Regions from separate parts of the Sus scrofa genome. Here region 2 is linked to region 1. The links are chromatin contacts, called in public Hi-C maps. All regions are on one chromosome and are shown on one strand. The core of a region is the stretch at or near the end of the contact, and the rest is flanking DNA. Distances in the headings are between cores, read along the strand shown.

Region 1 (5,613 bases), core at 1,865-4,364:
TGGTGGTTAAGGAGTACTATAACGAGCACTGTGGTCTCAAACCAAATCATAAATCTATTTCCACTGTACGATTCTGGAAAGGACACAGTCAATTAATCTATTAAAGGTAATATTCAATGATAACTCTCACAGAGGTATTCAAGAACTGAATGAACAAAATGTAAAGGAATTCATGGTATTATTGACAAAGAAAGGACTTGTTAATTCACAATTATTTTGTCATATTTGTGAATAACCTTAAAACTCAAGATTACATAAATAGTACTCTTTACCTTAAAAACATCCCTTAATTAGATGTTTATATCCCTTATACATTTCAAAAAAGTCTAGAGTTAAGAAACCAAACTTAAAAGACAGAGGAAAATAGCTACAGTTTACATCTTTCTTAGCTACTGCTATTTATGACAACTCCTATATCTTCCTAAAGTGAAGAAAAGTTACACCAAAGCAATGGTTCTTAAGAGTATAGTCCATCAACCCTTAGAGGTCTCTCGAACACTTTTAGACAGCTATAAGCCAAAACTGCTTCCATCACACTATTAACATGTTACACACACTTTACCATTGATATTTACAAAATGAAGTAAAAACAGGGGTTGGTAAAACTGCTGATATTTCAGTCTGAGTCATAACAGGGATATGACCACAGAAGCAGTAGTAGCTTCTTTGCTAACATGCAGTGGCAATAAAAACATCCAGTTTCACTCACGTTTCTTAATGAAGCAATGCAAAATTTTATTAAATCTTGATCCTGAGGACGTATCTTTTTAATATTCTGTAAATCAAAATGGAAGCATGCATAAAGTACTTCTGGGGCATACTCAAATGCAATGGTTGCCTCAAGAAAAAGCACTGTGTGATGAGATGCAAGTTGAACTTTGCCACTGCATTTGAGCAGGAATACCATTTGCCTTCAGAGAATGACAAACTATTTATTCAGACATGGATATCTGACAAACATTCTCAAAATGAGCAAAATATCACTTCAAGAATTATTGATTTCAAATGAAGGCTGGAATTTTGAGAAAACTTATATCCTCTTGAGAACTTGATAGCTTTCCAATACTAAAAGACTGATGATATAGTAGTAGCATTGAGGGTTTTTTTGGATAGCGTGTAATTAGATATACCAACACCTGCAAAAACTGCAACTCAGTGAACCAACACTTCTCAAAGAATCAATGCATGATGTTACTACTCATACCTGGGTAAAAGATTCTTTTAAAGTACAAAACACACCAAAAGATTTTAATCTAATGGAGTACAAAAAAAAAAAAAAGAAGATAGAGTTTTAGCTTCCATGTTGCAAACTAACCTTTGAGAATGTATCACGTGTTGAGAGCTGCATTGTCACATTAAAGCACAATAACCTCCATAAACCAAAAAGGCTATTGAGGACTGGTAACCATCTATCTGTGCTTTTCTTCAAAATCAAAAACAAAATATATTTAAACAGGTTGAATACAGAAATAGTTTTGAGAATTCAGCTGTCTCCCATTATGCTAGATGTTAAAGAGATTCAAACTCAAAACGACGTCACTCTGGAGTTCCCTGGTGGTATAGCAGGTTAAGGACCCAATGTGAGCACTGTTGTGGATCAGAACGCTGCTGTGGCATAGATTTTGATTCCTGGCTCTAGTTTTTCCACATCCAGCGGGATTGGCCAAAAAAACCTCAAAAGCCATAAAAACAAAAAACAAAAACAGAACAAAATAAAAAACCCCAAGTCAAAACAATGATACTCTTACTCTTTTTTGGCAAATAGTTATTTTTCATAAAAAAAGTTTCTTTCCTTACATGTAATGAATTAATTTTAAAAGAGTAAAAATTTAATCTTAATTTCTAATACGGCAAATATTACAGAATAATCTACAGAACCAAAAGCTCTTTGGGATCGTTAATAATTTTTAAAAGTATGAAGGTTTACCCTTTATACTCAAGACCAAAAAGCTTGAGTACCACTGTTTTACAAAGCAAGTGAAACAGCAAGTGCTGGCCTCAATTCTCCCTGATAGTTTAACCAGATGACTTAACATACAAAAGCATTTAAAAAAAATCACACTTCATATAAACAAGTGATTATAACACTGACTAAGAAATCACCGAAGAGTGGTGAGAATTTTTTTCCTCGACTAACCATTCTTATTAAACTCCATTTCAAAAAAGAACACACCTTATGTAAACAACTTGATGCTACCTGAATCCTATTTTTAGGAACACAAAGGTATCTCAAAATTTACATTGTATTTAACATCATTATTGGCAGTCTACAGTGTCATTTACCTACTGTTAGTGACATAATCTTTTCTTTAAATAATGGTTTAAATTAAAAAAAGTAAAATGTCCCAAAGCCTGTCACCTAAATTTTTCCAGCGTACCATTCCATCCAGTTAGATGTTTTCTAGAAAAACAATTAGGGACGTTTCCAGAAAGTATTACCACTTACTTAGAAATATCAGAAAATTTTTTAACTCTTCTGGGGCGATTTAGGTTCCTCATAAGCATCAGGTGCAGCACTAAAGCTATAATTGGTGAAGGTTCATTTGATGTTGCAAAACAGAGGAGCCCAAACTTAACAGGATTCATTCTACTGCCCCTGGGAGCCCAGTGTGGAGATGCCAGCAGCGGGCGGGTGTTCGCAAGCAGGCTGTCATGCTTACTATTCCTGCGATGCAGCCCACATCCTGGTAAGCACCGGGTTAGATCCGAAACCACCCTAACTCCTCGGGGTCTTCCTCCCGCCCCCGCCCCGGGCACCCACGCCGCCGCCCTGTGTCACCTGGGGCATCCGATCCTGGGTCCAAGCGCGGAGCCGCTTTCGCCGCGCGCCGGGAACTCGCCCAGACCCGGCCCCGGCCCCGGCCCCCGCCCCGGGCCCGGCGGAGCCGTTCTGCCACTTCCGCGCAGCCTCCTTCGGACAGCATTCCTTCCTCCGCAGGGCCCGGGGCTACTTGCTCTCCGGGCACCCCTGGTTCGGCAGTTGGTTCCTGGCCGCTGTCGCTGTCGCTAGAGTCAGTTCGGCGCTGCCGAAAAGTCCTCTGCGGTCTGTGAGCCATGACCGAACCCAGACACACCAGGTCTACGGCTTCCGCGCAGGCGCACGCTCCCGCCTCCCGCCTCGCCGCCCCGTAAGCGCGCGGGAGCCAAGCGGCTTCGACGCCGGCTTCGCCATGCGCATGCGTAGTTTTCTTTTTTCGTTCTGTACGACCCAACTCGTCTCCCGGGGTTTCTAGGGATGTGCGGCGTTCTCTTTGCAAGGTCAGTTTATGCAGGTGCTCGCGAAGAGATTACCGCAGGTTCCTCAAGCTAACTGCTATGGAGAGCAGCACTCACAGGCTCTCTTTGTGCAAACCCTGTCTGGGACTCAGGCGTTGTGCCCACATCCTGGACTGGATCCACTCTTCGACTTTCTGGAGAAAGTGAAGTTCTCTTTCTAAACAAGAATTAAAACAAATAAGCCTACACTGTGTAAGAGATTGTCTCTGGAAGCTAAACAGTAACATCTACACAGAAATGATACTGCACAAGTAAGCAACAATCAAGAAGAAAAGCACAGAGATAAAAAGGATGGCCTCTTAGAATTACAGATAGAAACAAGTAAAGAGCAACCAGAGAGCAAGAAGCCTTTCCAGGTACCCATAATCATCACTATCTTATATTATTTGCCCTTTCTCATGAATATTAGGATTTCCCCCCCCCCAGAGAGCATGAATAACGCCATATATCTTATCTATCCCCACTATACTTATTTACAATACTAACTTATTGATTAGCTGGTTATTAGGAGACTTTGCATTATTCACCTTTTTAAAATAACTTAAATTTTCAGAGGTTAGTAACTGAAGAAAATTGGCATATGAAATATTCTCCAACTTTTGGAAACCAATGTATTACTTAAGCCGTTTTGTTTTTTTTTTTTTCTTCCCATTAGTGAAATGTTTTAGTCAGCGTTATTAGGCATTGGTTAGTGGGTTCTGAGCGCCCTCTAGTGATAAATGTGCTACTTACAAAAGGATTATGTCAATCTTTTGGAAAATGCCTCCTTTCTCATAGAGCTATTTTTTCTTTCTGTCTTGTTATAAGTAATGGATATATTGCCATGTTAAGCCAAATTATGTCAAAATTTATCAGATAAAAATTTTGATAAGTCTTATTTGTAAGTAAAGTATCACACTGTTCTTTGGCAATTAAAAACAGTTTTGTGGAAATGCATCTATAAAAGTATGGACCTTTGTGCTTTCATTTTTTCAGCATCATTTTTTTTTCTTGCATTTACTATGATGAGATCCTTGGCCTGGGACCAGAGGGTCGCAATATGCATGGAGGTCCTGGTCCTGATGATCAGTTAGTACATCCAAGTTAGCCCTACAGATTGGAAATTACTTAAAAAATATATACTCAAAATATTTAACATCAGATCTACCCTCTTAACAAAATTTTAAGTGTACAGTACAGTATTGTGAATTATAAGCACATTGTTGTAAAGCACATCTCTAGAACTTTGTCATTTTAACTGAAATGTTTTACCTGTTGTAATTTAACTCTTTGTTCCTTCTCCTCCTAGACCCTGGCAACCACCATTCTCCTTTCTGCTTCTATGAGTTTGGCCCTTTCAGATACCTCATGTAAGTAGAACCATGCAATATTTATCCTTCTGTGACTTAAAGTAATATCTTCAAAGTCCATCCATTTTGTAGCATATTGCAGGGGTTCCTTCTTTTTAAAGGCTGAATAATATTCTATTGTCTGTATATACCACGTTTTCTTTATCTATTCATTGGACAATGGATATTTAGGTGGCTTCTACATCTTGGCTATTGTGAATTAGTGCTGCAGTGAATGTGGGAGTGCAAATGTCTTCAAGATCTTGATTTCAATTCTTCTGGGTAAATACCCAGAAGTGGGATTGCTGGATCACATGGTAGTTTTATTTTTAAATTCTGAAGGACTTTCCGTATTGTTTTCCATAGCAACTGCAGCATTTCACGTTACCACCAACAGTGTGCAAGCGTTCCAGTTTCTCCACAACCTTGCAACACTTGTTGACTATTGATTGGCTGATTGGTACTGGACATCCTAATAGATTCGAAGTGATATCTTCTTGGTTTTGATTTGCATTTCCCTGATGATTACTGATGTGAAGCATCTTTCACATACTTGTTGGCTTCTGTGGAGAAAGCCTATTCAAATATTTTATCGGTTTGAAATTGGGTTATTTGATTTTGTTGTGGCTGGTTTTGCTTTGTAAATGGACTGTAGTACTTTGTATGTGTTGGATATTAATCTCTTATCAGGCATATGTATTGCAGATATTTTCCCCACTTTCCCTAGGTTGCCTTTTCACCCTGCTGAAAGTTTCCTTTGCTGGGCAGAAGCCTTTTAGTTTGATGTAGTCCCATTTCTCTACTTTTGGTTTTGTTGTCTGTGCTTTTGGCCTCATATACAAAAAGCCATTGCCAAGACCAATGTCATGAAGATTTCCCCCTTTATTTTCTTTTAAAAATTTTACATTTAAGTATTTAATGAATTTTGAATTGATTTTTGTGTCAGGTATAAGATAAGGGTCCAGTTTCATTCTTTGGCCTGTGGCTATACAGTTTCCCCAACACCAAC
Region 2 (5,613 bases), core at 1,494-3,993, 570 kb before region 1:
TAAGGATGCAGGTTCAATTCCTAGCCTTGCAGAGTGGGTTAAGGATCCTTTGTTGCCGTGAACTGTGGTGTAGGTCATAGACGTAGCTCGGATCTCACGTTGCTGAGACTGTGGTGAAGGCCAGCAGCCACAGCTCCGATTCGACCCCTAGCCTGGGGACCTTCATATACCATGGGTGTGGCCCTAAAAGGACAAAAAGACAAAACAAAACAAAACCAAAACGAAAAAGCAAGAATGGGAGTTCCCGTCGTGGCGCAGTGGTTAACGAATCCGACTAGGAACCATGAGGTTGCGGGTTCGATCCCTGCCCTTGCTCAGCGGGTTAACGATCCGGCGTTGCCGTGAGCTGTGGTGTAGGTTGCAGACGCGGCTCGGATCCTGCGTTGCTGTGGCTGTGGTGTAGGCTGGTGGCTATAGCTCCGATTCGACCCCTAGCCTGGGAACCTCCATATGCCGCAGGAGCGGCCCAAGAAATAGCAAAAAAAAAAAAAAAAAAAAAAAAAGAAAAAGAAAAAGCAAGAATGTTTCAAGGAGGCAAAGACTATAAAGACAGATATAAAGTTTATTGTAGAAACACAGTAGAATATGTGGGAGAGCACACAGAGAACGAGTTTATCTAAGATGGAAGCAAAATACATTAATACACACCCAAAAGAGGAGTGTGGGTGTCCCCCGGAATGAGGAGTGTGCCAGGGAGGCAATTTAAATCACTTATATAGGAAGTTCTTCTGGGTCTTTGTTTTCCTTTGGCCAATTATCTTGTTTTATTTCTCATACCTACTGGACCAGGGCCATCTCAGATATGCATGCATGTTTTTTTTTGTCAAGATGGTTTCCAGAGCAAAGGACTCTGGGATGGTATCAGGACTTATTATGGCCTGGCGCCCCTCCCCTTTTGACTCCTAGGAGGTTTACTGCATATGTGTAATTGGGGAGCTCTCCTTGACCCCCAGAGTGATTGAAGTGGTCATCTTATCTTTCTACTCCAGCAGAGCTCAGCTCTTGCCGTTAACTTTCCCCTTGAGGTGTCAAAAGAAGCAAGTCCCAATTTACGCAGCCCAACAAGTCCCTGCTCTTCTTAGCCCAGGGGGCCATCCACCTCCTATCTCAGACTGAAGATAAGGTGTGATGTGTTTGGGGAATACTGTAACTGAGCAGGACCCCGTGACGCCTTCCCAGAGTGGACCCCCACTCGTGCCCTCCACCTGCTTTTTTATCTACAGAGAAACTTTAGTCAAAGAATCAATTTAATCAGAGAAAGAAAATACAGAGAAAAAGGACAACAGTCAAGCAAGACAGAATAATAGTTTAGCCATTCAACAAAGTCAAAGACCTTTTAATGAATTGTCCTGCAAGGACTATAGATAATATTCTGAGCCATGTCCTTGGAGCTGTTTTGCAGGTGCTGAAGCCCCTACCAGGTGGAAGACTTCGACTGTATGCAGCCCACAAGAATATAGACCCCAGTCTGGTTGGAACCAGAAGGTTAATGACACTGACTCTTAATTATCTCACCACCCACTCATCAAGAAAATGCCCAGGAGCTGATCACGCCCTGCTCCTCAAACACTGTAAGACTCCTCACTACACCCTCCAAGGGAGTACAGGGGGGTCACAGTCCTTGAGTCACTAGCCTGCTGTGTTCCCTCTTTGACTGGCAATTAAAGCTACTTTCTCTGTTTCCTCCAACTCTACACCTTTCTGTTTGGCATTGTGTACAGAGGCAGCTGATATTTCCGGCAACAGTAAGGAGAAGGTGTCCAATAATCACCTTGGTGAGTAGGCAAGTAAGCAGAGCACGGTGACTGCTGGCTGCCTTGATTCTCACTTGAGACTAATGTCAAGACTCCTCTCCAATAAGAGCTTGGTGGGATGGGTGCTTTCTCATGTTCCTTCCGTCCTTGGGCTTTCCACACCAGCCCTGGGAGCCTATGTGTGATTCCTCTATTTTTTAGACTTCTCCTTACTCACTCATAGTCAATCCTGTTAGAGTAACTTTTTTTTTTTTTTTTTGTCTTTATGGGGCCGCACCTGTGGCATATGGAGGTTCCCAGGCTGGGGGTGGAATCAGAGCTATAGCCGCTGACCTACACCAGAGTCACAGCAACACCAGATCTGAGCCGTGTCTGCGACCCACACCACAGCTCATGGCAACGCTGGATCCTTAACTCACTGAGCAAGGCCAGGGATTGAACCTGTGTGTCCTCATGGGTGCTAGTCAGGTTTGTTTCTGCTGTGCCACGACGGGAACTCTTATAGTTTAACTTTTATGTTAAACTTTCTATTCAAATTACTTTCCCTGTTCAAACTCTGTGTAGTTTCCTTTTCCTAATTGGACTGTGATGCAGATGAGGTTTCGTCATGGGAAAGAGGGAAGAATTGTTGAAGCGATGCCCATCATTTACTTCTTTCCCCGCCTACATTTTTATTTCTCCTACTTTACTGTCTCCTCCAGGAGCATATACATTTGTCCAAGTTTCTCCTATATATTTCTATTACTGCTGTTTACTTTTACAATCAAGTTCTCAAAAGAGAGCTCAACTAGGTAGGACATCGCGTGAGATGCAAAGCAAACTGCAAAATCGGACCACCAGACCTCAGAAGCGCTGTGAGGGATAGAAAAGATTAAACGCCAGCCCTCCGCCTCTCTCACGGGATACTCCGCCACGCTGGCCGGTTGGGGGGGGGGCGGAGTCACGAGCCATCAGGGGGCGTGGCTGCCAGTGCGCGCGGGAAAGGGGCCGGCACCGCCTGCGCGCGCACAGTCGGCGGCCGCGCGCAGCACGCCCGGGGCCCGGATGGCGGCCGCGGTGGCGGCGGCAGCTGGAAGTGGGCCTGCCCGGGAAGAGGACAGCTCAGCTGGGGAGGCGGCGGCCCCGCAGCCCCAAGCCCCGACAAGTACGCCTGGGGCTCGTCTCTCGAGGCTACCTCTGGCGCGAGTGAAGGCCTTGGTGAAGGCGGACCCCGACGTGACGCTCGCGGGACAGGAAGCCATCTTCATCCTGGCACGAGCCGCGGTGCGGCGGGGAGCGCCTGGGTCACCTAGTGGGGCGGGGCGGGGCCTCGGGGGCCTTTCGGAAGGGCGGAGCTTAGCTGTATTTGGGGCCAAATTTGAGATGTGAGCGTGGGCAGTAAGAAGGCCATCTGGGGCAGGTTGTGCTGAGGCCCGAGAGGTTAGAGGGGTGCTGGGGCCGGATACTGAGTTGTGAGTATCGGGAGGGAAGACAGAGAAAGGGTCACATGCAGTACTTGTATTGGTTTCGTAGGACCTACCTCTTCCGCGACTTTGATTTGTGTCTCTAGTCTAACTTTATAACTTGTTTCAAGTAAGTGAGTGGGGTGAATCTTCAGAGTGAGGGAGGGACAGACGTGTCTGGACTACAGCAGGAGAGGGGAGGGGAATAGACTTTTATGAAGTCCAGGAGAAATTTCAGCTTCCCTGAGAACCTCCCCGTGCATCTGTGCCCTCTTCCACCCTTGGCCCCCACTCAAACAGGAACAAGCATTTGCACTAGAACTCGTGGATACAACTTTGCTTATTTTCTTTTTTCTTTTCTTTTAATTTTGGTTTGTTTATTACAATTTTTACTTTTTTCCCCTTCTGCTTTTCTTAATAGGAACTGTTTGTGGAGACCATTGCAAAGGATGCCTACTGCTGTGCTCAACAGGGAAAGAGGAAAACCCTTCAGAGGAGAGATTTGGGTAGACTGTCACTTTGGTGTCTTGCATCTGTGGGTACACAAGGGAGGGCTGGGCGAGACTCTCCTTACACTAGTTGAGAAGGCATCACTTTAAGATGAGGGACACCACAGGTCTCTTCCTATGATGTTTTCTGTTGAACTGTCACTGTGCCAGAAGATCGTGCCTCTCGAATGTCTGTTTTGGTTGGCTGGAGTGGTGTTGGGACAGAGAACCAAAAGGAGCCTGGATGTTGCCAAAGCTAACTAGACCCCTTTATTCCTTCTGCTATATTGTACCAGGCTTGTCGTTTTTTTTTTTTTTTTTTTTCCACCTAGAAAGGATAGGTTTGATTTCTGACTCTACTTTTTTCTACTCTAGAATGTGTGTAAATTTTCGTATACCACAATCTCACTTTCCTTGCTCTATAGCCAGACTCTCTTCTCTGATGACTTTCAGAGGAAAGAGGTTCCCCCCAGGGAACAGTATTTACCTAGGCTGTAGAGAGACAGCTGATACGTAGTATTTGGTGGTGGAGAAGATGTAGATCTCAAGATAGCAAGGGACAAATTTTATAAATGCTTATTTGCATAAAGCCTCAGGCCCTTCATTGTGTGTGTTGTGCTCTTGTAAGAGGTTTGATGCCTGTGTCCACAGTTAATCAGGTGTCCCTTTACCTTGTGTTTCAGATAATGCAATAGAAGCTGTGGACGAATTTGCTTTCCTGGAAGGTGAGTTCTCTATCAGGGGGTAGTCCTTTCCACTTGCCTTCTTTCCTTCCTCCTTCCTTCCCTCCTTAATCTCCTTCCCTCTTTATCCCCTTCCCTTCTTTCCTTCCTTTCTTCTTCTTCTTCTTCTTTTCTTTTTTTTAATGGCCACAGCCATGGCATATGGAAGGGATATGGGATTGAATCCAAGCCTCAGCTGTGACCTGCACTGCAGCTGCAGCAAAGCAGGATGCTTTAACCCACTACACCAGACCCAGGGATCTAACCAGCACCTGGGCAGCAACCAGAGCTGATGCAGATTCGTAACTCACTCTGCCACAGCAGGAACGCCTCCACTTGTCTTTCTCATGCTAAAATCTGAGTTCAAAACCTTATGAAATTGATGCCTGGTTCTTCCTTGTTCATGTAGGAGTAATTCTATTTCCTGTTAAGATAGGAAACACAAATTACAATTCAAATTCCTTTGGGTAATTAGAACTTTATGAAAACTGCTAACCATGAACAGTGGGAGGGACTGGAAAGACCCCAGTGGAGTTGGGGGATTTTCAGAAGTTTGTTTCTGACTTTGAGCCCCATCTCTAGATATAAATCTTACCCCTTATCATAATGCTAGAGATCAGAAACAATTGCCAACGTTTAAAGGGTTACCTCTTGTTCTTTTTTCTTCTTCAACAATCTCTCTAAAGTGATGATTTTGCCGCAGTGAGATTCTCTACTGGCCTGTATCTGTTTGTTCTTAAGAATCTTGGATTAACTCATGTGTACTAATTAAATCTTGTCATTGAAATAGAAAATATCTGAAATACCTCATTTTAACTCTCTTTACCTAGAGCTCTCTTCCTGCTGCCCCTAAATCTGATCAGTTTACTCTTCCCTGCATATAGATTGATTGAATAGTTTTGGAAAAGCCATGTACCTTTAGTTTCTCACTTTTAACGACCAGGGTTCTGTTTACCTCCTCAAAGCCTTAATACCTTCACATATCTTTTCTTGAATTTTTTTTTTTAAAGGCTGCACCTGAGGCATATGGAAGTTGCTGGGCTAGGAGTCAAATTAGAGCTGCAGCTGCCCTCGTATGCCACAACCACAGCAACACTGGATCTGAGCTGTGACTGGGACCTACACCACAGCTCACCACAATTGCCAGATCCTTAACCCACTGAGCAAGGCCAGGGACTGAAGCTGCATCCTTGTGGATACTAGTCAG

What was found. Hi-C and Micro-C count contacts between places; a contact is called where the count stands out from the background.
Region 2: a Hi-C map of embryonic fibroblasts shows a contact between it and region 1, with 2.8 times the contacts expected there. The contact joins the promoter of POLE4 here to the promoter of GCFC2 in region 1. A contact is called at or near these places in 1 of 5 promoter capture datasets (liver) and 1 of 47 Hi-C or Micro-C datasets (embryonic fibroblasts).

Annotation. Positions count from the first base shown.
Region 1 is chr3:67,545,304-67,550,916 of Sscrofa11.1, reverse strand. GCFC2 (GC-rich sequence DNA-binding factor 2) reads right to left here and starts at 3,114. Exons shown (of 17, transcript XM_021087312.1): 1 at 2,780-3,114. The coding sequence starts at 3,056. LOC106509776 (a long non-coding RNA gene) reads left to right here and starts at 3,176. Exons shown (of 3, transcript XR_001307629.2): 1 at 3,176-3,632; 2 at 4,565-4,625.
Region 2 is chr3:68,114,438-68,120,050 of Sscrofa11.1, reverse strand. It overlaps POLE4 (DNA polymerase epsilon subunit 4), which reads left to right and starts at 2,743. Exons shown (of 5, transcript XM_021087319.1): 1 at 2,743-3,017; 2 at 3,618-3,702; 3 at 4,368-4,409. The coding sequence starts at 2,799.